Linked DNA regions of Mus musculus: regions 1, 2, 4 and 5 are each linked to region 3. The links are chromatin contacts, called in public HiChIP or PLAC-seq maps. All regions are on one chromosome and are shown on one strand. Each heading gives the region's core, a stretch centred on a gene start, on an enhancer-like site or on the middle of the called end of the contact. The rest is flanking DNA. Distances are from core to core; before and after follow the strand shown.

The links. HiChIP or PLAC-seq counts read pairs in DNA pulled down with a chosen protein or histone mark.
Region 1: a contact with region 3 is called in a FOXA1 HiChIP or PLAC-seq map of pancreatic cancer cells. The contact joins the enhancer-like site here to the promoter of Vps54 in region 3. A contact is called at or near these places in 6 of 115 datasets of contacts at active chromatin or transcription factors (CD8 T cells, embryonic limb bud, embryonic stem cells and 3 more).
Region 2: a contact with region 3 is called in an H3K27ac HiChIP or PLAC-seq map of the NIH/3T3 cell line, with 7 times the contacts expected there. The contact joins the enhancer-like site here to the promoter of Vps54 in region 3. A contact is called at or near these places in 2 of 15 datasets of contacts at CTCF or cohesin (the NIH/3T3 cell line and pro-B cells), 9 of 484 Hi-C or Micro-C datasets (B cells, the N1E-115 cell line, bone marrow-derived macrophages and 6 more), 15 of 115 datasets of contacts at active chromatin or transcription factors (CD8 T cells, the NIH/3T3 cell line, astrocytes and 11 more) and 3 of 9 other capture datasets (adipose tissue, embryonic stem cells and liver).
Region 4: a contact with region 3 is called in an H3K4me3 HiChIP or PLAC-seq map of bone marrow-derived macrophages, with 4 times the contacts expected there. The contact joins the enhancer-like site here to the promoter of Vps54 in region 3. A contact is called at or near these places in 3 of 484 Hi-C or Micro-C datasets (Th1 cells, embryonic fibroblasts and reprogramming fibroblasts), 5 of 115 datasets of contacts at active chromatin or transcription factors (the NIH/3T3 cell line, bone marrow-derived macrophages, cardiomyocytes and 2 more) and 2 of 9 other capture datasets (adipose tissue and embryonic stem cells).
Region 5: a contact with region 3 is called in an H3K27ac HiChIP or PLAC-seq map of epiblast stem cells, with 4 times the contacts expected there. The contact joins the enhancer-like site here to the promoter of Vps54 in region 3. A contact is called at or near these places in 8 of 115 datasets of contacts at active chromatin or transcription factors (acute myeloid leukemia, bone marrow-derived dendritic cells, bone marrow-derived macrophages and 5 more) and 1 of 9 other capture datasets (liver).

The regions. Positions count from the first base shown.
Region 1 is chr11:20,885,776-20,890,744 of GRCm38.p6, forward strand. No RefSeq gene overlaps it. Among named protein-coding and RNA genes, the nearest start is that of Gm39608, 10 kb to the right of the region's middle. Within about 2 kb of position 1,481, at least 32 of the 459 cell types and tissues checked have an H3K27ac peak or open chromatin away from gene starts, as enhancers often do. A contact at or near this core is called in pancreatic cancer cells, where this site is marked.
Region 2 is chr11:20,905,663-20,910,553 of GRCm38.p6, forward strand. No RefSeq gene overlaps it. Among named protein-coding and RNA genes, the nearest start is that of Gm32293, 9.2 kb to the right of the region's middle. Within about 2 kb of position 3,494, at least 27 of the 459 cell types and tissues checked have an H3K27ac peak or open chromatin away from gene starts, as enhancers often do. A contact at or near this core is called in the NIH/3T3 cell line and embryonic fibroblasts, where this site is marked.
Region 3 is chr11:21,236,281-21,240,928 of GRCm38.p6, forward strand. Vps54 (VPS54 GARP complex subunit) reads left to right here and starts at 2,752. Exons shown (of 23, transcript NM_139061.5): 1 at 2,752-3,091.
Region 4 is chr11:20,928,710-20,933,592 of GRCm38.p6, forward strand. All of the region lies in intron 1 of Gm32293 (a long non-coding RNA gene), which reads left to right. Among named protein-coding and RNA genes, the nearest start is that of Gm46273, 14 kb to the left of the region's middle. Within about 2 kb of position 2,077, at least 20 of the 459 cell types and tissues checked have an H3K27ac peak or open chromatin away from gene starts, as enhancers often do. A contact at or near this core is called in bone marrow-derived macrophages, where this site is marked.
Region 5 is chr11:20,956,836-20,961,634 of GRCm38.p6, forward strand. The region is part of intron 6 of Gm32293 (a long non-coding RNA gene); the gene reads left to right. Among named protein-coding and RNA genes, the nearest start is that of Gm46273, 42 kb to the left of the region's middle. Within about 2 kb of position 1,321, at least 72 of the 459 cell types and tissues checked have an H3K27ac peak or open chromatin away from gene starts, as enhancers often do. A contact at or near this core is called in bone marrow-derived macrophages, embryonic stem cells, epiblast stem cells and 2 more, where this site is marked.

The DNA of each region.
Region 1 (4,969 bases), core at 231-2,730, 350 kb before region 3:
TTGAAGTGGAAATTTTGAGTTTCTTTTGTGTCATGTGATGTTTTTCTGAAAACTTTCTTATGAGAGTATATTTTGCTGAACCAGACATGTGAGAAGATGTTTTGCTGAGAAGCTGCCTGGGAAAAGGGCATGTGACATTTTGCTGGAGTAGACACTTGAGAGGACACATGATGTTTGGAAAGGGTATACATATAACCCAACAGGCAGTAGATGATGCTGTGTGGTGTTGGTTCGCCTTGCCTTCTTTATTAATTATTGTTTGTCATGACTTTGTAGAGAGGAATGTACCAAAAACTTCTTGTGATATTCCAGCAGCCTCTTGCCACTTCCTCAGATCTAGGGCCAATTGGCAGAGCCTTGTGGTTTCTACTGAACCAAGCTGCCATTGCTGGTGTTTGCAAGTGGATCAAGCTACTGCTGCTGATTCCTGTGAACTGAACTGCTGGTATCCTGACAGTAAAGATTGGAATCGCCCCAAGACAATTTCTAAACAGGTCTACATCCCCCTTTTGCCCTACTAACCTGTCCTTTCCACTGCCTCTGGTGGGTGGTGGACTAGAAAGGAGGTTAAAGCATTTAAGAACTCTGATTAAAGTAGGTTTTGAAAAATCTAAGCTTACAATGAATAAATGAACACTTGAAGTACTCATGAGAAGGCTGGAGAATACTACCCCCAGGGCAGCTCTGCACTCTTGCTTTTCTGCCCTTCTGCAGGAAGAAGAGACCATTGTCTCCACCGCCCCTGCTGGGTGGGAATACAGAAGACTCATGGGTTGTTTGAATTTCACTCTGAGGTCAGCTTAATGACTTATCTATTTGTTCTTACCCCACCTCATTCCTTAAAGGATTAGATGTGGATCATAGTGCATTAGTGAAACACAAAGATAGAATATCATTAGGTGAGGGAAAGGGCCAATCAGGATAGATTGCCCAGAATTCAAAGTCACCTATGCCTGACATGTTTGCTTGACACTCAGTTTGCAGGCAGCCCAAAGTAGAAGACACAAAACTTCCTGTGAAACTGGATGAAGGAGAGTGGGACTGTGGCTGTGGGCAGTTACTGTGTCTCTCCAGACGGCTGGGTGTGGACCCAGTCTTATGGCATATTGGTGCAAAGAGTGGGGGAGGGTCAGAAGGAAGTCTGGAGGACTTGCTTTGAGAATCTAACGCCAAGTGGCTATATTTCTTATTGTATCCTGTTCTTCACACTGGACCAGTTGATGACAGTCCCCCCTCACCTTCCTATGGGAGCTCCGTCATACTCTCCGCTTACCAGGTCAGTTGGAGACACTCTCGCTGTTTGGTTTTGTTTGGTTTTCATGTGTCTGACCTAATCTCCTGCTGAGGTCCCCACTCAACTCCAGTTGACTCATCACTTGTGAACATGGCAGGCAGTGAGAGCCCAGTTCATATTCGGGCCCTTTACACACAGACAGCCATTGTTCCAGGAGTGGAGTTACTCACCAGGGCCTGCTGAGGTGGCATATCTGGAAAGGTGGATTTGGCATTCAGCCATCAGGTGGCTGTGCCAGCTTTGTTCCCTGGACTCTGGCTTACTTTAGCTGCCCCTCCCAACCAGGGATGCCACACCAAACAAGGATCCCACCCCTTAAAAAGCCAGTCATCTCTTTCCAGCAAGGAGGGGGAGCCCAGCTGTCAGAATACTCTGTATTTCTACTTCATAGAAATCTCAAGATGTTAATAAAACAGATAGAAGTGTGTGTGGGTGTAGGTGTGTGTGGGGGGTGTCAAAGCTTTGGGTATACATGGTGTTGACTAGATTCTCACTGGTACAGGGTGAGATGGTACCAGTGACAGTGGGTACCCTGTGACCTATGTGCTTCCCAACAACATGACAGTCAAGGAAATCCCCTCACATCTTTGACAGGATCTAGTTTGTTGTATTGTTTCCTGGGAGTGGCCTTGCTCATCTCTTTGAAGGTTTTAGAGGTCATGGTCTCCCAGGCTGTTCTCAAGCCTTTCGGGATAAGGGGTTCTGAGGCATGAATAGGATCTATTTTTCTGAATCTTCCTTTGGGCCCTCTCCTAGAGTCCTGGGTGGTGGGAGTGTTTGAAAGGCAAGGGGACAGGACACATAGAAGGATATCCCAGTCCATGCTCAGTTAGAATGTGGTGATGTCTCATGATGTCAGCTGAGTATGGCAAGCATGGAATCCCAGCACTTGGGAGCCAGAGGCAGAATCAAGAATTCGGGGTCATCCTCAGTTACACAGTGAGTTTGAAGCCAGCTTGGGCTACATGTCTCAAAACAGAACAAAATACCTGCGCACACACACACACACACACACACACACACACCCCAAACAACCACCACCAACGCCTGACCATGTTTTCGGAACACCATGACTACAGACTAGGTGAAACTAAAAGAAAAGACAAAAATCAAAAGACTTTAGGAGGGCAAGGTGAGTTAAAGAGATGACTCGATAGTTAAGAGCCATTGCTGCTCTTGTACAGGGCCAAGGTTCGGTTCTAGTACCCACTTGGCAGCTCACAACCATTTGTAACTCCAGTTCCAGGGGATCCAATGCCCTCTTCTAGCCTCCATGAGGACCAGGTATGCATGTAGTACACAAACATACATGCAGGCAAAACATTCAGACACATAACGTTGTGGGGAAAATTAAAGATATTTTCAGGGCTAGAAAGATGGTTAGGGATTAAGAGCACTTGTTGCTCTTCGAGAGGATCCAAGTTCAATTCTCAGCAGCCACATGATGGCTTACAGCTATCTGTAACTCCAGATCCATGGAATTAAGTGTCCCCTTCTAGCGTCTGCTGGGTACCATGCAGACATGCACATGGTATACAAGCAAAACATCTATGCATATAAAACAATAGGAGTAAAACACTTCAAAACTGTGTTTTCTCTGTTTTGCCATAAAATTCCCACAAGAAAACAAATGGCAGCTCACTTTCAGTGATGCTCAGAACAATGTCTGAGGGGTTGATGGGTAGCACACAGCTGGGCTGGCCAGCATGAAAGAAACAGTGGCCAGGGAGCTGCAGAGGGAAGCACTGCCCTGCTCAGATCTGACTGGGGCTTCAGAGAGTGTGGTGGCACAGAGAGTGGTTGGAGCAACAATGTGGTGTCACTTTTTGGTCCATACAGGGGTTATTAAGGGACACTGGTGGAGTATTGCCTCTTTTCTTTCCTTAATTCTAAATATTCATCAATGCACTTGAGAAATCTGCAAATGTGTTAGATAAAGATCCTATACAAAGCCCAGAGCCCTGAACACTTAAGGGGGCTTTGGCATCTCTCCATGCCAAGCTTGCTCTTTAGTCTCCAAAAGTGGCTTCCCTTGGCTTAGTCCTCTGTACATCTTGAAATCATTCCCTCAGCTTCTTCAAAGCTGACACAGCACCAGGAAGCCCACGCTAGGGCTGATGTCCTCCAGCCAAGCAGAACCCTTTCCAAAATGAGAACAAGTACCTACGTCCGGAAGCTGAAAACTGGCACCTTTCAAAAATGGTCATTTTCCAGGCTCAGCTGCCACAATCTCTCCCTGACCCCACCCCTCCATTTCAGGGCAAAGCCACTGACAATTAGCTCCAGCCACCTGTGTGTGGAGTTTCAGAAACTAGCTGTAACCCTGTAAGGCAAATGACAGACCATGTTACTGAGGCGTCCGTTGCCTCATAAGAAGCACAATGACGATTTATTTCATACAATATTTTTTAGGACTAAATGTGTTACCATGCAAGCACTATACAGAGTTTAGCACACAATGCTGTTCTCTTATCTCTCCTTTCTTAGCAACAGCAGCTTGGCTCTGATTCTGGAGGCAGCAGGTACTCATATGCTCATTTGCATGGTGAAAAGGATACTTTCCCCAAAGACGATTTATATTTCTTGGGTCTATCCAGATCAGGAGCTAGAGCAGGGCTAGGTTGCGGGAACAGGGATGTGATTATAAGGGCCAATAATTGAAGCCTTTGAGAGGGTAGTAGGAAAACCAGAGCCAACTCAGAAAGATCAGGAGACATTCAAACAACAGCTGATAAAGGTCCAAGGGAGGAGGAAATGATGAAGCTGTCGGGAGATGGATGCAATGCACATACTGTCCAGCTGCAGATCTATTCACATAGTGATTAGATCGACTGGAACATAACTGTCATGGGCACAGCACTCAAAGCCCACAATGTACCCCACTTACCCCTGTCAGTATCCAGTTTCAGCCTTGACATTTAAGGCCCATTGCTGAGAGAGCCACATACAGCATCCAGTTTTCATCCAGGAACAATTGGAGCTCTGGGTCACAGTGCCACCTTTTCTGCTCTAGCCACCACGCAGCACACAGCTCCTGCTGGGCTCCTTGACCAAGAGGAAATGCTCTGCCCTTGGCTGTGCCAGCCCAGGAGAAGCAGCAGGCAGAGGTCCCTTGAGCTGTGCATTGGCGAGGAGAGCTTCTAGAGGTATGGCTAAGGTAATACAGCGCTTGACTTCTTCATGAGAAATGCTCTCTTGAATCAAGGTGCTATTGAAAATGAAGCCTGGGAGCAGTGTCTTCCCATCTGAGACACAATGATGGCACCCTCATCACTGATCATCCCTGATGCTCTCTGAACATGACTGGTGTATGGCAGGGATGGACACTGTTAAGCTCTGCAGAGGTTTGCAGCCCCTGCTCCTTGGACACCCCCAGTGGAAAGAATAGGAAACTAAATGCAGTGTCTGTGTTAGAAAGCAGCTCTGCATCCCATGCAGAGTTGGGGCCTCACAGGTCTACTGCACCCCTTGCTCCTCTCTGCACAGGGCACAGCCCTTGCTGGGACACTGAATTCCAGCTGGCAGCAGAGCTGAGAAGACCCAGTGATGTGAGCAAGGAGATGTATGTGTAGCCTGGAAAGGGCCTGGAGAAGTGAGGAGCAGGCCTGGAGCGCCACCTGCCATTCCTAAGAGCGGGGTGAGGCTCGAGAATCTTGTCAAGTGACAAACCTCTAT
Region 2 (4,891 bases), core at 2,244-4,743, 330 kb before region 3:
TTAGCCTCAAGCAGACTCTTCAGACAAAGGCAAAAAGCAGCCACATTTTCACCAAAACATTACAAGAATGATCTGTAGGCAACATACTAAAACAGACACAGGTCAAATCGCCCTATCTTCCACATTCCTACTAAGATGCTCCACTAAGCCCCACTTAAAGCATTTCATTGCTTTCCAAATCCAAAGTCCCAAGACCCACATTCCTCAAACAAAAATATGATCAAGCCCATCATGTCAATACCCCAGTCCATGGTACCAGCTTCTGTCTTAGTTTGGTTTTTATTTCTGTGAAGAGACAACATGACCAAGGCAACTTTTATAAAAACAAACATTTAATTGAGGCTGGCTTACAGTTTCAGAGGTTCAATTCATTATCATCTTGGTGGGAAACATGGCAGCATGCAGGCAGACATGGTACTGGAAGAACCAAGAGTTCTATATCTTAGCAGCCAGGGGGAGACTGTCTTCTACACTGGGCAGAGCTTGAGCACTAGCAGACCCAAAAAGCCTGCTGACACAGTGACATACTTCCTCGAGATCACACCTCCAAATAGAGCCACTTCCTATGAGCCATAGGCTCTCCCAGGCTTAGGATCTCCCAAAACACTCTCTTGTGTGTAGCCCTGCTCCTCAATAGAATTATTTCTCTTTGCTTTTCTCTGTCCAAGTCTCTCAAGTTTAAACACACGGCATTCTGCCAGGACTCCATGAAGCTTACCAATGAAGAGCTTGAGGCCTGAAGAGGTTAAATACCTGTAAGTGGCCCACTTTGAGGGTCACTGGTGCTCCCTGGCTGTCCCCTTTGTCTTGGTAGCTGAACGCCAACCAGGAGCTTTACTTCAGTACCTGACATGAGGTAGACACTCAACATTGTAGCAAGTTGGGGGTCCTAGGTGGTGAAAGGATTCACTTGAGTCAGATTAGACTAGAAAAAGACAAATACATTAAACTCACTGCAGGAGAGCTGTGGGAAGAGTTATTTTTATATAGAACCTGTTTTCTCTCTGGTTTCGATTGTCACCATGCAAATGGAAAACAGTTCTGATTGGGTGATGTTTTACTCCAGTGTAGAGTCTACAGTCAAAGTTTTGATTGGCCATTCTCGGGCACACCACTCCTAGAGTCCTCCTCACCTCATTCCCTCACAAATACATGCCAGACTTCCCATCCGTTGCTGCTTCTTGGCACCAGGACTTTACTGTTCAACAACTCACACTGCATGCTTTACCCATGTCTTCTTTGTTACAACGACTGTAGGTGGGAGGTGGGTCAAAGAACTAGTCACTCATCTATTCAGTTAATGAAGCTGAGAGAGACCTTCTCTGTGCCCAGCTCAGTGCTGCCAGCTGGAGATGGAGACATGAGCAATGGGCAAGTAAGTGCTCTGCATTCTGTTCCAGGCACAAAGAACAGCATGTATAAAAGAGATGGCCAGAACCGGGTGCTGGGCATCCCAGCCGGAGAGAGGCTGACGAAGGAGCAGTACACATTTGAAGCCAGACCAGGCTATGGTCTTCACTCTGAATGAGTCCTCAGTTAATAATCCAATACCAAATGATCAGTCCAGAAATCATACACGCAACAGTGAATGGAACCAGCAGGTTGTGTGTGTATGTGTGTGTGTGTGTGTGTGTACATGCACACATCTGTGTATGTGCATGCAGCTGTGTGTGTGTGCATGTATGTACTACACATTTGTGTGCGTGTGTGTGTGTGTGTGTGTGTGTGTGTGTGTGTGAGAGAGAGAGAGAGAGAGAGAGAGAGAGAGAGAGAGAGAGAGGTGGGAGAAGAATAAAGAAAAAGAAGCTCTAAACTTGGGAATGTAAGGGGGTCATGAGAAAGGTTGGAGGGAGAGGACATGAGAGGAGTTGGAGGGAGGAAAGAGAAGGGAGGAATGATGTAATTATATTTTCACTAAAATGAAATTTAAAAAAACTGTAGGATGATAAAGTAAGAGCCATAAGCAGAGAGCAGTGAAAGAAAATAAAAATAAAGGTTAAAACAATATCAAAAGAAAAGACCAATAAACATTTGTGCACAGAAGAAGGCATGGTGGATATAATTCCAACACTCAAGGGGCTAAGGCAAGGGGATTGTGAGTGTGAAACCAGGCTGGGCAAGAGCCTGCCTCAAAATTAGAAACAAGGAATAAGAAACAAGAAAGGAAAGAAATAGATGAAATGTACGTAACATCTGAATGTGTAAAAAGATGGTGATATCTTCATAAGTAACATGTAGACAACCGTGGGCACCTCGGCCTTAACCTCTCAGACTAGCAATTACCTGGGTCTGCAGCTGCAGGTGGCTGTGAAGACACAGGCTTTTCTGTGCCCTGCTGGTGGACACATCAGCACAGCCACTACTCACCTCTAGCAAATAAGAACCATACAGGCCTCCAGGTCCAGCAATCCCTTTTCTTGGAGCTTGTCCGACAAGCATCTGTATGCAAGAGAAGTGCCCATTGCAGCAAAGTTCCCAAGCCATCTGATTCTCATTAACAGAGGACTGGTTGGATAAGCTAAGGACCGGCATCCTATCACCAAGAAGCCAAATCTGGCCCTTTGCCTGGCTTTGTAGCATTTTCCGACCATGAAGAGTTTTAACATGTTGTGGGGAAGAGGGCTGAGCCAGGGTCCCACTCTGTAGCCAGTCTGACCTGAAACTTAAGGTGATTCCCCTGACTCAGCTTCCTGAGTGCAGGGATTACAACAGCATGAGATGCCATGCCCAGATTTTAACATTTTAAAATAGTTTTTAAAAATCAAAAAGAAAATGCTATTTCCATGATTCAAGAGCTTTCTGGAAAATTCTTTCATTGTTCATAAATAAATCTTATTGGAACTTTGTCATGTTCCTTTTTTGCATATTATCTCTGCATTCTTGTATAAGTGGACTGAATACTTTCCACAGAGACTCTCTGACCTCGTGGGTCCTAAAATATTTACTGTCTGATGCATGACAGGGAAAGTTGGCTGGATCAGACTGCATCCATGAGACTGAGTGTTCAGCTATAGAAAGCAGCCAGAGGCTCTTACCGATTGCCATGGGAACGCTCCTACAGTCTATTACTACGTTTTAAAAGAGTTGATATAGGAAGGGGTGTGACTCATATAGCATTTGATCTTGTGAGTGAATGCAAAAGAATATTTTACTTTATTTAGTCTATATTTGATGCATGTAATAATATTCTGGAAGAAAATACAAGCAATTGGTTAATCATGATTATCTTTGCTGGAAGAGATTAGGGAACACAGATCAGAAAAGCAATTGTGTATGTGCTTGTATAGGTGGCCATTACTCAAAAGGGAAAGCAAAACTCATGTTAGTTATGTTTAAACACTAGGTGTACTTATTTTATGCATACGAATGTCTTGCCCACATGTATGTATATGCATCACTGAATTCAGAGGAGGGCATCAGATACCCCTGGAACTAGAGTTACAAACGGTTGTGAGGCATTTTGTGGGTGCTGTGAGTCATTGCCCAGACCTCTGCAAGGGCAGCAATTGTTCTTAACCACGGAGCCATCACCAGCCCTGTACAACTACTTTTTAAAATATGCTGTAGTAGGGAGCATGGGTTTTGATGGCTACAAGGATCTTACTTTGTGGGTGGAATTAATACTGGGCATGTTTGGGAGCCTGATGGGAAAGAACCTCCATGGTGGGCTCAGGAATATATAAAAGATCAATTTGTTAAAAAGAAAATTCTGGAACAGGTATGGGTAGTGGAGGGGGAGGGGTGGTCAGAGGTTGCCTCCGAGGAGAGAACTTGGGAGGCTCGGAACATTCTTGCCAGAGAAGGGAGATCCTTTATTATAAATCTTGCTGCCTGGTTTCTAGAGTTTTATTTTCAGAAGGAAAAGGTCTTCAGCAAAGCTGCACTGCTGGCATGGTCCATGGGGAGAGGGGGTGTGGTTATGGTCCACGGGGAGGGGTGTGGTTATGGTCCATGGGGAGAAGGGGTGTGGTTATGGTCCATGGGGAGAAGGGGTATGGTTATGGTCCATGGGGAGAAGGGGTGTGGTTATGGTCCATGGGGAGGGGGTGTGGTTATGGTCCATGGGGAGGGGGTGTGGTTATGGTCCATGGGGAGGGGTGTGGTTATGGTCCATGGGGAGGGCTGCAGTTTGAAGAGTCAAGAGCACTGGACGCACAGTGCAGTGGAGCAGCTGGTGTGGAATGTGTTTGGCCCTGAGTGTCCTCAGCACCAGTATACAAGAAATAAAAACAGAAAGGGTGTCTGGCAGTGCAGAGGGGCTTAAAACCAGACCCAACCTCCAAGAGTCTAAAGAAGAGAATAGAGAAGCCACCTGTCCCTTGGTAACTTCATTCTGACCTCCCTGGCCAGGCCATGGCATAAACCGTCCCTGCAGTGATCGCAACAGTGGGCGATCAAGGCTAGTAACACTGAACTTGAGAGCATCCCAGGAGCTGCTGTCACCCAGGCTACCTGGTCCACTGTCCTTCATTATACATTGGCCAATGAGATATCTAGAGTGGACATAAGACAGTGATGTCTATCCAAGGCCAACTGGAATGCATGCTGGTCCCTCTTCGACATCTTCCCACCCCTACTGCCCTTTTCCACCTCAGTGTCATTATGGGGAGCTCCCTCTCACCCAAGCTAGAAATTTGATTTCTGGAGTGCAGCTAGGATGTCTTACAACCAATATTTCCCCTTCTTATTCCTATATGATGTACTTGCCTCAACCAACTGCACCCATAGATCTTTGGGGACTTAATGACATCTGCCACCTACAGTGGTCTGCGTGGTGTATACCCCAGCCTAGTATACACTTAAATTGAGGCTTCTTAAAAGTTTTCCACTTGTGACTGCCCTTTCACCTAAAGAATGTTTATGTGGCTGGGTATAGAAATAAATAGAATGG
Region 3 (4,648 bases), core at 1,502-4,001:
ACTTTCTTGTTCAGATTTCTTCACCCCCAAACCCTGGTAATGGACTATTGCCAGAAATGTCTCAGACCAGCCAGCTCCCGAATAATGATACAAAGACTTATTATTTATTATAGCTTAGGCCTTAGCTGGCTGGTTACTTCCCAGCTAGCTCCTCTAACTTAAATTAACTCGACTATTCTAGTCCATGTTTGCCATGTGGCCCATTACCCCTCATTCAGTCCTGGCATCGTCTTCCTGCTGGCAAATCCTCCCTTCTCAGTTGTTCCTCAGAGACACTCTTTTTGCCTGGAACTTCTGCCTTTCCTCTCCTGCCTCAGCTATTGGTTGTCAGCTTTTTATTAAGCCAATCAGAAGGTAAAGGAAGTGTATATTTACAAAATACTGAGGCATTTTATGATCCGTAAAAATAACCATAACAAAATTCAGCCAGTATTCAACTCTCTGTCTCTACAGAAATCACCATTTGAATGATACAAAGACAAGTTTTACACAGTGCACATTAAGATTACCTCAATGATGTTTCTGTGTAAACTTTTCTTGTTTTTACAAGAAATCAAAGATTTAAGAGGACTTTAAAGCCAGGTGGTGGTTGCACTTGGGAGGCAGAGGCAGGTGAATCTCCAGGTTTGAAGCTAGCCTGGGCTACAGAGTAAGATTCAGGACAGACAGGCTATACACTGCCTCAACAACCCCCTCCAAAAGGATTAAAAATCTTTTTTATAATTAGAAAACTTGTTAGTTTTTTCTAACTTGACATAAGCAAGAGTCATCTGGGAAGAAGGACGCCTGACTGAGGGATTGCCTTCACCTTGTGGCCTAAAGGCAAGTCTGTGAGACATTTCCTCCCTTAATGACTGATGTGCGAGAGCTGGGCTAACTATGGTGGTGCAAATGGTCCTGAGTGGGATAAAAAAGCAAGCAGAGCAAGCTCTGGGATAGAAGCCAGGCAGCAATAGTGTTCTCAGGTCTCTGTTTCCGGTTGACTCTTTGCTCTGACTTCCCTCAGTGACACTATGACCTCGGAGTTGAGAGAAGAAATAAACCCTTTTCTCTTCAAGTTGTTTTTGGTCTTGGTGTTTTACCACAGCAATGGAGAAGCAAACTAGAACATGTATTTATTATTTGTTGGATGTATTCTTACCCTCTTTATTGTAGAGTTTTTTTTTTTTTTTTCCTCTTTTCTTTTTGAGATAGTCTCACATTACCCAGGCAGGCCTTGAGTGTCCCATGTGGACTCTGAGGGTGGCTTTGAACTCCTGATCCTCAAGTCTCTACTCCAAAATGCTGGGATTACAGGACTGCTCCATTGTGCCTGGCTCCATTGTAAAGAGTTGAATTCAGAAAAATATAGCGCAGGACTTTTCTTTTGGCTAATCTTTTGTGTTTTCCTTTCTCTGTGTCCTTTCTGTCCTTCAACCATACCTTTTTTTTTTTTTCTTGTTTTTTTTTTTTTTTTTTTTTTTTAGACAGGGCTTCTCTGTGTAGCCCTGGCTGCCCTGGAACTCTGTAGACCAGGCTGGCCAGGCTGGCCTCAAAACTCAGAAATCTGCCTGCCTCTGCCTCCCAAGTGCTAGGATTAAAGGCATGCGCCACCACTGCCTGACCAACCATACCTTTTTGGTGAGTAAATTAACAAAAGCTGTTAGCAATTTTCAATGACTTACTAAGACCAAGACTTGCATCAGTTTCTTTTTCCAGTTAACTACTGAGTTACATTTTCACTTTTGCTTTGTAAAACAGACTTTTGAAATGCATGAAACTTATTTGTAGGCTAAACAGTTCCAAAATGGAATAAAATCTTCATAAAGTTAAGAAAGACCCTCAAGTAATTAAGACTTTTTTTCTTATTTTTCCAGACCTTGGTGGCTCTGAGTCTCAAGACTCCTGAATCAACCAAAGGTGATTGGAGACTTATAAACATATTGTAGTCTAAGACACCCTATCTTGCAGATGGTAATTTTACTAGTAAGATCACAATTCTCTCTGAACTCAGCCTAATTGGAAATGCTGTTAGGAATCACAAATAGATTTTAATAATAAGCACACACACCCAAGTTTTTCAGATTTTTAAAGGGCAGGGACAACTGACTTATGCGCCTGAGAAATGTGACAGGTGATTGGAAGCCAGGAACTGGGGGGACAGGGTAGCCTCAAAAGGCCTTAAGTGCTGGAGGCCAGTGGGGTATCTGGAGTTGACCTTTCACCTTTGAAAGGCATTAATTTTGGAGACGGAGCCATGTTTGTTTACTATGAGGGGCTGAGGGAGTCAGGGCAGGCGGAAGCTAGGGCTTTAGTGGGTGTAAGCGGCCGGGAGTCAGTTGGTCTGGGGGGCGAGGGGTCCGCTCCCGCCCGCTCGCCAGGGAAGGCGGAAGGCAACGCTCGGCTTCTTTGGACAACCTGGGCGGGGGGGGGGAACCGTGCGAGCTGGAGCGCAGATCCGAGACGACTCCTGCCTTTACGAGGACGACAGGGGGAGGCACGGGGCAGCCACGCGGGGTCGTCCCCGCTCTGGGGTCGCTAGCTCTGCGGCGGCCGCGCCAGGCCCTGTCGGAGCTGCGCGGCGACTCCCGGTCTGGCCGCGGCCCTCCCGCCCCGGCGACGCCGCGGTGGATTGTGGGCTGGGGGCTGCGGCGGCCTGGCGGCGGCGGCGGCCTGCTGCACGCTCTCCGCGGACCCAGCCGCGCCGGGCCGGTGGCGTGAGGCGGGCGGCGGCGTGGGGAGCTGAGGCGCCGGGGGCGGTGGTCGCGGCGCGGCGGCGGCTCCCCTGGAGGCCGGGGATGTGGGAGAGGCGGCGGCAGCAGCGGCGGAGGCGGCGCTGCGGACCCGGGGGAGACTGCTGGCTGACAGGACACCCGGGCGAGACGTGAGGGGCCCGCCGCGGCCGCTCTGCCCCCGAGCGGCGCTGGGCTCGAGAGGGCGGCCCTGTGCTCCCGGGCCCGCCGGCCAGCAGGCGCGGGGCGGAGGCGGGAACCGGGCTCGGACCCGGCGCGCAGGGCGGCGGCGGCCGCGGAGCAGCAGTCTCGGCGCGACGTGGAGGGATGGAGGCGGCGGTGCACTAGGCCTCGTCTGGGGCTGCCGCCCGGGACCGCAGGTAGGTGCCGGGCCCGCGCTTCGCGGCCACCCTCCCCCGACCCGGTGACCGGCGGGGCGGCGGGACCCCACCCCCTCCGTCTCCTCGGGGCTTGGAGCTGACAGAGTTTCGGAGCCGGTGACCGAGCCGAAGCTTCATCCTCCCCGCCACCACCACTTCCTTCTCGGCACTCCCAGGATCCGGGCCGGCAGCTGTGCCCCAGCCCCGGCCGGCGTCCGCAGGTGCCGCCCCAGTCCCCTCGCCCCTCTCCGGAATCCGGGACCAGCAACTTCCATCAGTCCTTGTAGACGCGGAGCCCAAACTTTCCCTGTCTCCTTTCAGCCAGGCCTGAACCCCTCTTGGAGCCTTCTAGAATAAAAACACCGCCCCCCCACCCCCCCGCCCGAGAATACTAAACCAAAGAAGAACTCGGCATTGTGCAGTTTTGCATTGTAGTTTAAATTATTTTATTTCTTTCAGTTTTGCTAACTGCTGTCTGCAGGGATACAAAGACAGGCCTTCCCTGTTCCCTGTGGGTTGTCTGGGAACTTTTGCCTGACCATTATAATTAGCTACTTGGCCTGTCCGTGTATGGCTTAGGGTGACTTTTTTTTTTTTTTTTTTAAAGAATTTTGGCCTATTAGAGTTACAAAGTGTTTCTTAAAATACCTTTTTAACCAAGTTTGGTTTTTGGTCCTTATAGAGACGTCTTTTACTTTCGAAGAATTAAATTGGGCTACTTCTGTTTTCTAATTGATTTAATTTCGGGTTCTCAAACTCAGGTCAGTCTTAATACATGTTCAGCGGGCAGGGGATATTATGATACGCTGTTTGTGGTATATGGAGAAGAAGGTGATAACTTATGCTGCAGGTCTTGATGGGCATTGAGTTTTATAAATGGGAGCTCTAATTGGAAAACTATTTGACTCCCTAGCAGTTTGGCTGGAACAGATGTAATGATAGGATATGTCTGACTGTATGTAGTACAGTGAGTTGGGTTTCCTAGAAGTGGGTATTGGTGCTCTACACTAATTATCATTAGGTAAAATTGGTCACTTTGTACTTGATAGTTGTAGTTTAGGATGTTAGATGCTAACTTTTGTATTGTCTTTTGGCTAGTTTTAAACTGTGTTCTGGCAACCTTAGAACTGTTACTATAAGTACCAGTCTGTTCACAGTAAAACTGTACACACTATCCGTGTGTTGTTGTTGACACTCATATAATTTGTTCTTGTGGTATTGCTGCTACAGCATTTGGCTTTCTAAAATGTTTTTCATTGTTTTCAAAATTATAACTGGCAAAGTTATCTAGAGTTTACTAGGAACAGAGGATTAAATTTGCATGTATTTGTGTTCTGGAAAAGCTAAATTATATTTCTGAATAAGAATTTTTATTACAATTAGATCTTATATAAACCATGAAAGGACAATTTGCAGAACCTATTCTTAATTAACTATTAACTTTTTTCCCCTACTCTTTTTAAAAACAGCTTTGTGGAGTTAACATACTGTAAAGTTCACCCATTTTAACCCAGTGGTATTTTGGTTTTACCTTGTTAAGTAAGCTCTGCTGAAGTT
Region 4 (4,883 bases), core at 827-3,326, 310 kb before region 3:
CTCCCCCTTTTTGGCCCTGGCATTCCCCTGTACTGGGGCATATAAAGTTTGCAAGTCCAATGGGCCTCTCTTTCCAGTGATGGCCGACTAGGCCATGTTTTGATACATATGCAGCTAGAGTCAAGAGCTCCGGGGTACTGGTTAGTTCATAATGTTGTTCTACCTATAGGGTTGCAGTTCCCTTTAGCTCCTTGGGTACTTTCTCTAGCTCCTCCATTGGGGGCCCTGTGATCCATCTAATAGCTGACTGTGAACATCCACTTCTGGCAACACTATCTTTTAAAGTTCCCTCTGGACAGTGATACAGGCACACAGACTTTCTGTAAACAAGCTTTTCATAAAGTCTGTCTTGAAGCCTGCAAACCCAACTGGTGTGACTCTCCCTGCCCCATCCACAAAGCCATTCATCTGCTGGTGTGACTCTCCCTGCCCCATCCACAAAGCCAGTCATCTGCTGGTGTGACTCTCCCTGCCCCATCCACAAAGCCAGTCATCTGCTGGTGTGACTCTCCCTGCTCCATCCACAAAGCCAGTCATCTACTGGTGTGACTCTCCCTGCCCCATCCACAAAGCCAATCTGCTGGCTTTGGACTATTCACAGGAGCACAAAACAAGAACAGCACTGGTAACTGCTTCACAGAAACTATGGCCTCACTCTGACACTTAGCTTCAATCTGCTTGCTCAAGGCATTTTCCACAGAGCTGTCTCCCAAGCTAGCCAAGGGGGAACATTTTTACTCAGGCCCCACCCTGAGGAGGAGCAAAGCAAAGTCAGTGAACAGAACTGTCCTGATGCACACATTAAACCCAGAAATAGACCAAGAATTGCAGGGATCCATGCAGGTCCTCTTGGCATCCTTTCTTCAAGCTCTACTGTGAGTCTGCCATGGAGGACCATTACTTTGCTGACCTGATCATCTGCCAGCTACTTGACCAATCACATTACTTCATAGTGGGTGGAAGCGTCCAGTTGGCCAGGAGCCCTCCAAAGCTAAAACAAGTCTACTTTCTACTATGTTGAGCTTTTAGGCTCTGGGTAGCATTTTAATATACCTGAGCCCCAAAGGACACCCTTAAAATAGGGACAATGTAGACAGTAGACATGACATGTGGATTAGCTATTTCTTGCATAAAATGAAAAATGTCCAAGTCTATTTTTCCCCTTTCTGGGCAGCTGACCTAAACAAGTGAGGGTGCTATAAATGTCTTTCAAGACTTGACTTGTAGAATTTAATTATAAGTAAGATGACCAAATAGTGTTTTTGAACTGTGCCTTTATCCCAAAGTGCTCAGAGTCCTCTCAGCTGCTAGCTTGTATCGGGTGCTTTCTTTGTTCTGAAGTCCCCTTGGGCACCTGAGCCTTGGGTATCAGGGTGTGTGGGTGTTACCTGAGGGAGGAGCTTTCCCAGTTGGCTTTGGCAAGGCCTCTGTTGGCTGGGCCTTGACTCAGAGGCCTTTTCACATGGCTGTGCTGGCTCCACCTGGTGCCTTCCTGCCAAAAGCCTGTCCACTGCTGTCATCTTACTCCCAGACTCCCAGGTGCCCTTGAGTGAAGTCAGCATCCTGCCAGTCGGGAGAGGGCCCCCTCCCTGCAGGTGCTCTGCACCTGAGCCTGCCCTCAGCAGACTCTCCACCCCCAGTGTTCCTGATCCAGGGCAGGACAGGCTCAGACTTGTTCATGAGTCTGCTTTGCTGTGCTAAATCACACAAGAGGTTCTGTGTGGTCTCCGGGTCCCTTTAAGATTAAATTTCTGATTCCACAGAAAAGAACTTGGGGATTGAACCTAGGATCTTGTACATGGAAGGCAAGTTCTCTATCATTGAGCAACATCTTCCTAGACTTTTGAGTTAAAAAATTTGAGACAGAATCTTGCTAAACCGCTGGTTTGGAACTTGTGATCTGTCTGCTTTGGCCTCCCTGATAGCTGGATTTCAGGTCTGTGGCACCGGGCCCCCCATAAAATAGATTTTAAGGTGAGGCCTCCCATTCCAGTTCAGACTGTGGCAGACAGCATGATTGTGTCCCTTTCCCTTTTCTCCCTTCATTGGCCTGCTAACTCCAGTGCCTAGCACTTACATACCCCCTCCCCCAGTAACAGAAAGAGGAAGGAAAACTGGAGAAGAATACAGCCTTGTTGGGAAATATTGCTCTTCTTGTTATGATCTTGACCGTCTCACGGCTTCAAAAGGACTACGGTTCCATGTGAGGTTTATTGGGAGAGAAAGAGAGAAGGGCAAGGTGGTAGCAGAAAGAGAAGGGGAAAAGAGAAAGGGAGAGATCGGGGGGGGGGGCTTTCTTTATATATGGGTGATGTTGTAATCATGGGTAAAGGTGGGAGTTGAGCCAAGTGGATTCTGGGAAAATAGTGGCTGTTGCCTTGGCAATAGGTGTTTGGGTTCTGCCTATGGGATGTCATGGGTTTCGGTGGTCCTGATACCAACACTTCTTCAGAGTCACCCTCCTCCTCCCCATTGTCATTAGGCTCTGCCACTCATGGGATCCAGATAGGAGTCAATCCCTCTAAGTTATCCTCCTCATTGTCATTAGGCTCTATCACTCATGGAACCCAGATAGGAGTCAATCCCTCTAAGTTACATTGGGTGTTTCTTAGATTTTTGGAAATCTAGCAACATCTCTGCTGATTTACAATCAAGGTGACTCAGGAGGTCCCCCATCCAAGTTCCCCATGTGGCATACAAAGCCTCCTGCCATTGGTCCTTCTTGCCAGCTCAGCCCTCTCTTCTCACTGTGTCATCAAGGTCACAAGATTTGTTAGGCTACCCAGACTGGTCCTGTTCTCTAGAACCCAATTTGAAGGCCACCTACCTACGTTAGGCTCTTTCCTATTGCTAGGGGAAGGAGTGCCCCTTCATTCTCCACCTTTGAATGGAAGATGCCTTCATGCCTTGAGCTTTCTTCAAAACTCCTAACACACATATACACTAGAGAGTTATTCAGCCATAAAGAACAAAACGAAGTCATTTGCATAATTGTGGAGGAACTGGACATCATGTTAAGTAAAACAAGCCACAGTCAGAAAGCTAAATATCGCACGTTTGTTCTCACACATGCAACAGAGATTGTGAAACATGCAAATGGCAGAGTAGAAGGGGGACTGTTTAGGATGGTGCCCTCATGGAAATGTCACTGTGGACTTCATTATTTTGCATGCTAATAAAAAACTTAATGATAAAACAAGCAGATTAAATTTTCATGTATGAATTATTTCTTAGTATTTTGTTACTTATTGACAATTTTGTATTCAGTTGTCATAAAATCTATATTTTTAATAAAATCACATTTTTCACTTTTAACATTAAAATTTTAATTTACCTAGAATTATTTTTTTTGGCACATGTGTAAAGAGAATCCAATTCATCTCGCATATCTTTCCCTTTCTCATTTTGGTGTGACTAAACGAGATTCCCCAGCTTTCTAACTCCCTGTGTTCTTATATATAACCTTTTACTTATTCTATGACTTTACATCTAAACTCACTTCTAACCCACTGATCTCTGTTTATTTGTTGGCCTTTTACTACCCTATGTCTCAATTGTGATCACCTCCTAGTGATGAGTAACTCCCCATAGCACTTCATAGTGATGGGTAACTCCTCATAGCGCCTCATAGTCATCAGTAACTCCTCATAGCACTTCATAGTGATAGGCAACTCCTCATACCCCTGCACAGTGATGGGTAACTCCCCATAGTTCCTCATAGTGATGGGTAACTCCCCACAGCACTTCATAGTGATGGGTACCTCCTCATAGTGATGGGTAACCCCTCATAGTGATGGGTAACCCCTCATAGTGATGGGTAGCTCCCCAAAGCTATGGTAACTCCCCACAGTAGCTCACAGTGATAGGTAACTCCTCATAGCACTTCATAGTGATAGGTAACTCTCCATAGTTCCTCATAGTGATGGGTAACTCCTCATAGTGATGGGTAACTCCTCATAGTGATGGGTAACTCCTTATAGTGATGGGTAAATCCCCATAGCACCTCATAGTGATGGATAGCCCCTCATAGCATTTCATAGTGATAGGTCACTCCTCATAGCACCTCATAGTGATGGGTAACTTCTCATAGCACTTCATAGTGATAGGCAACTCCTCATAGTTCCACATAGTGATGGGTAACTCCCCATAGCTCCTCATAGTGATGGGTAACTCCTCATAGTGATGGGTAACTCCTCATAGTGATGGGTAACTCCTCATAGTGATGGGTAACTCCTCATAGTGATGGGTAGCTCCTCATAGTGATGGGTAACTCCTTATAGTTCCTCATAGCAATGGGTAACTACCCACAGCACTTCATAGTGATGGGTAACTCCTCATAGCTCCTCATAGTGATGGGTAGCTCCTCATAGTGATAGGTAACGCCTCATAGTGATGGGTAGTTCCTCATAGTGATGGGTAGCTCCTCATAGTGATGGGTAACTCCTTATAGTTCCTCATAGCAATGGGTAACTACCCACAGCACTTCATAGTGATGGGTAACTCCTCATAGCTCCTCATAGTGATGGGTAGCTCCTCATAGTGATAGGTAACTCCTCATAGTGATGGGTAGTTCCTCATAGTGATGGGTAGCTCCTCATAGTGATGGGTCACTCCTCATAGTGATGGGTAGCTCCTCATAGTGATGGGTCACTCCTCATAGTGATGGGTAGCTCCTCATAGTGATGGGTCACTCCTCATAGTGATGGGTAGCTCCTCATAGTGATGGGTAGCTCCCTTTCCCCCTAACCCTGAAAGACCCTTTCTTGCTCTTGTCTACATTTTGTACAATGCCGATGTTTTTCTGCACAATATTCACAAAATCCTCCTGAGAGACTTTGATCTCATGATTTTGGGTCTTCTCATTTTAAAATATAACTTTTAAA
Region 5 (4,799 bases), core at 71-2,570, 280 kb before region 3:
AGGACCCTGCAGTCCTGATGGATGGTGGAGGAGTTTGAAGCAGGAGCTGTGTGGACATTTCTGTTTCCCCAAGTTTACATGTCAATGTCTTGATCCACAATACAGTAGTTTCTAGAGGTGGAGCCTTGGGGAGTTCATTAGATTTTATAGTCATAGGATGTGACCCCATGATGAGATGTATGCTCTTTCCGGAAGAGGAAGAGACCAGAGCCCTCTCCACTCTGTTGTTTGAGGACAAGGTGTTAAGGTAGCTGTGAGAAAGCCACATTAGGAATGAATTTTCAGATCTGGAGTGCTGTGTGAAGTCAGTCCCCGGCAGTTAGGCTGCCCAGCCTGCGCTGCGGTGTTATACCTGCTGACTGAGGTCAAAGCTGTCCCCCAGCCAGTCAAATGAAAGGTGGCCCTAGGTAGGGATGGACAGGGCACAGGGTTAGAGGATGGCAGCAAGTCCCCTGGGAAGTGGAAAGGCTGCTGACCAAGGGGCTGGTGAAATGGCTGCTGAGCTGAGAGCTTTGTGAGGTCAGAGGTCACTGTTTAGGATCTAAACCTCACAAGTATAGATCCCTTCAACTGCCCTCAAGAGCCCACATAAGAAGAAAGAAGGCTAACGGAAGAGGACAGAGAGGTTAATGTTGCAGAGAAAAGAGCAAGAGAAGAGCAACTTACATATACAAACATGTGAATATAGCCATGCATACTTATATGATTATATGTGTTTATATGAAGAAACATAATAGATAAATGGATGGATAGATAGATAGATAGATAGATAGGGAAGGATACACATGACTTATTAAAATGGAATAGGGGATATGTGTGTGTGTGTGTGTGTGTGTGTTCATATATGTGTGCTATCAAAGAATGATTTTGGCAAATTAATCTTTACTAGGAAAAAAAAAAAAAACCCAGAAGAAGTAAATATACTTCTTAGGAAGATGATATAGTATTCCAGGTCAGAATGAGCAAGTACTCTTGGGCTCACCTCAGAACTATTCTTAGCACAGGCTCAGGGAGCCAGTGAACTTGGCATGGCCCCTGACAGGGAGCAGGTGAAAGGAGGTAGGTCTGGGCTGCATTTGTAAGGTCATTAAAGAAGTCTTAGCACCATGTTGCCTGCTGTAGAGATCTCACAGCCAGCCAAGGGGACTGCTTCCTAGAAACCTGAGAGAGCTAAGGGCAGGGCCAGGGATGAAGTCAGAATTTCCCTGGGGCACACACCTAAAGCCAGTCTACTGAAGACCTAGAGTGTACTTGGGCGGCTACCCTGGAGTAGCAGACATTTCAGCCCATGCTTAGCCTGGGCGGGCTTTCAGAAGTGGGGATTAAGGCAAACGGTGGTTCTGGAGGTTCAGTGACCTTCCACATAGCCTAGATAAGTGCCTGAGCTCTGCTAGAGGAGCCCCTGGGAGAATGTACCTAGTTCTTTTTAGTCTCTGCAGGCCCAGCCTGAGGCGACAAGGACACAGCAGCTTCTCTGAGAAATACCTTTCACTTTATTTAATTCCCGTTTCCTCTGGGTGAGCAGCCTCGAACTTCAGGAAGCTTCATTTCCTTCCCCTCTTCAAAATGCTCCGGTTTTAAGCCTTTGTTTACATTAGCCAAGGCAAAACCAGTTTCTGGTTACACAGCTGGTGACAGGAAGAAAAGGTGAAAGCCCAAAGCCAGCCCACTAAGGCCAAAGTTGCTAAGAGATCAGATGTTCACATGGGGAGTTAGCAGAATTAACGCCTAACTTCTTGCCCCAGCTTCCTTCAGACTAATACCACTGCCAAGAGATTCCACTATGAGTGAGCAGCCCCAGTCACTCTGCCCCTGCCCCTCCCCCGTCCCTGCCCCTGCCCCTGTCCCTGTCCCTGCCCTTCCCCCCTGCCCCTCTGCTGCCCCTCCGCCTGCCCCTGCTGCCATAGGACTTTTGGTTTTGTTACAAGATGGAGTGGGTCAGTGTGAACGGCTCCTGGAATATGTTTTGCTCTTTCTCCTTTTGTTCAGGTTTGTTGCTCTCTTAGAGTTTTATCAGAATTCAGAAGTGTACATAGAGGAAAACCTAGGTCATGTGGATGCTCCCAAAGGGACTAGAATTTATCTGAAACTCATGTGGGAGGAGCTAACAAAGGAAAACACAGCTCTGTTGGAGGGTGGGAGGAGGTGTGGATGCAGGGACAGGGTGGCAACCTGGGCAGAGAGAAGGAAGAGACCAACATGGCCTTGTGTGCACAGGCGGAGGCAAGCGTTGCAATACCGATGAGTGCCATGTCTGGCAGGTTTGACTCTCATGAGTGACACAGGGTATTCATTACCCATCCCCTTGGCATTTCCTCCAGTTTGACCTATTATTAACATTCATCTGCCCACATTGTTTTCCTGTCTTATTCCAATTAGTAAAAGATGAAATTCTCTTGGCTAAGTGGCACCTTTCTGAGGTGGAGTGTCTTTGGAGTAGGACCCCAAACATAATATCTATATCTGACCAAAGCCATCAGCACATTACAAAGAATTCCAAATGTTCCTGATAAGGGTCTAGTTCTGCTTCCTTCAGGTGTCTTCAGCTCCTGGGCATTAACTGAACATCTACTTATAAATGGGGAGGACACAGATAAATGAAGCAATGGCTTTTGTAGGTTCACAGACCACTAGGAAGGCAACATAAATGCATCTAGCAGTAGCTGCCTCTGTTGAGGGTCACAGCCAATGGTGTGAGCATGAAGTGTCCTTCCCAGACCATTTGTTAAAGCCCATTGGTTATCAGCCAGTGGGCTTTGGGAAATTGATTGGATTCTGAAAGCTCCGATCCAATCAATGGGTTCATCCTTTGATGCATTAATAACTTGATAGTATCAACAGAAGATGGCAGAAGGTAGGAAATGAGGCCTAGTATACGCTTAGGGGATGTATCTTGCCCTGGCTGCTTCCTGGATTCCATCTCTCTGCTTTCTGTCCTCCCAGAGATGAGTAGCCTCTGGCACATGCTCCTGCCTTGTGACATTCTGCCTCATCATAGGTCCTGAATCAATAGAAGGAAAAGCTGTGGATGGCCTTCTTCAAACTGTGAGCCCTGCTGTGTAGCAACTTCCTCTGAATTTAAACCTTTCTTCCTTAGAGGGAGGAGGGATGCTCAAAAGAATCCTGGAAGGTACAGTGTTCCAAAGCCCCCCCCCCTCCTGATATTACACAAGCAGTAACAATTGCTATGGAGGAGAGACTTTTCCTGGGGCTGCCTGCAGGTTGTACAGGCAGCTCTTGCCCATGCTGGGGTGGGCTTGGGGATAATGCAGCTGCCTCTGTGTCACCCACGTTCCTGTAAGTGACCTTCCATTCATGCTTCTGAAAGCACCCACTCATGCATACACCTATAAGCCCCATATATCCATTGCTCTGCCAAGCAAGACTTGGGTGGTGTCCTTTACTCTGTCCTTGCTGCCTGAAGATGTCTGTTAGCATCGCTCCCAGAAATTACACAAGCTACAGTAGGGAAGTCCTCCTAAGTTGTTCTCTTTTGAATATTTTAGTCACAGCCCTGGAAAGTTAGCTGACACAGAGAAACACTACAGAATAAGCAAGCTCTGCTAGCAAGCAATCTCTAAGGTCCAGAGTAAGAGAAAAAGGTTTTCTGATTATATGAGCTATGGTTGAGTTTAAAAGCAAGGCAATGAATTTGGTTTTTAAGCACCTTTGTATTTTAAATTACAAAAGTAGTAAATGTTTTTTATAGAGAATTTTAAAAGTTACATATTGGGGGGTGGGGTGGGAGTTCAGTCTCACAAGTTATTCCTCTAGTAACACTCAGTGATTCATCCTGTACCCCAGATCTTGCGCCCCCCCCCCACCAGTTTACTACTCTTGTCTAGTTTACTTGGTGCCTATAAAATGCCTTCTTCCTGTTTCTATTCACAGTGCTTCTACTCCTCAAGGAAGTAGACGCTGCTGGGCACCTGCCCGGGTGAACTCTCCCACAATCCCAGGTCTCTTTTCCAGCCTCATTTTTATCAGCCCACAGCGGCAACAGCCTTGGCTTGATCAAATCACTTCAGGCTGCTGCAAGAAAACTGAGTGGTCTGTAAACAGCAGAAACTGATCCTTCCCAGTTCTAGGGCCTGGGGGCGGGGGGCGGGGTCCAAGGTCAAGGTAGGGTTAGATCCTGCTGAGGACCTGTCCTCTGGAGGTAGCCTAAGCTGGTAAAAGGGACAAATGACCTCCCTTGGGCTTCATTTACAATGTCATTTGGCACACCCATCACTCCCCCTTCCCAGTGCCATCACTTGGGGAGTGAGGATTAAACATCAAATTTGGAGGGCCATGGGAGAGAAGCCAGAGTCAGGCTTCTGTCCTGGCTTTCCATCAGTTCCTCTCAGGACCCCCTCTCTGTAACAAGTGACACGTGTTACTGACAACTGTTTCTTGGCATCTTTTCATTACATTATGTGCCCAGTTCTCCTCTCCAAATATCTCTGTTTCAACTCAGTGACCTGGGTCTTTCTTGCCCCACTGACCTCTGGCTCCCTGCACTGCCCCTTCACCTGCATGATGGAAGTCCTGTGGGCCCAGGGGCTGCTTGCATATGTTCACAAGGCACCACAACTCTATGTTCCTTGCTATGTTCTCCCTCTCTTGCTCCAGCCACCTTTATAAGGACTCAGTGCTACCCTTCAAAAAATCTTGCCTAACTCAGCCTAAAACTGACAAGCATCTGGGGTAGCCATAGGTCTGTAATTTGGTAATTAATCATGGATTTCTTGTGGCAGCTCTTTTGTGCTCTCTACAAATTGGGCTGTGTGTGTGTGTAACATAGTATGTAGACACAT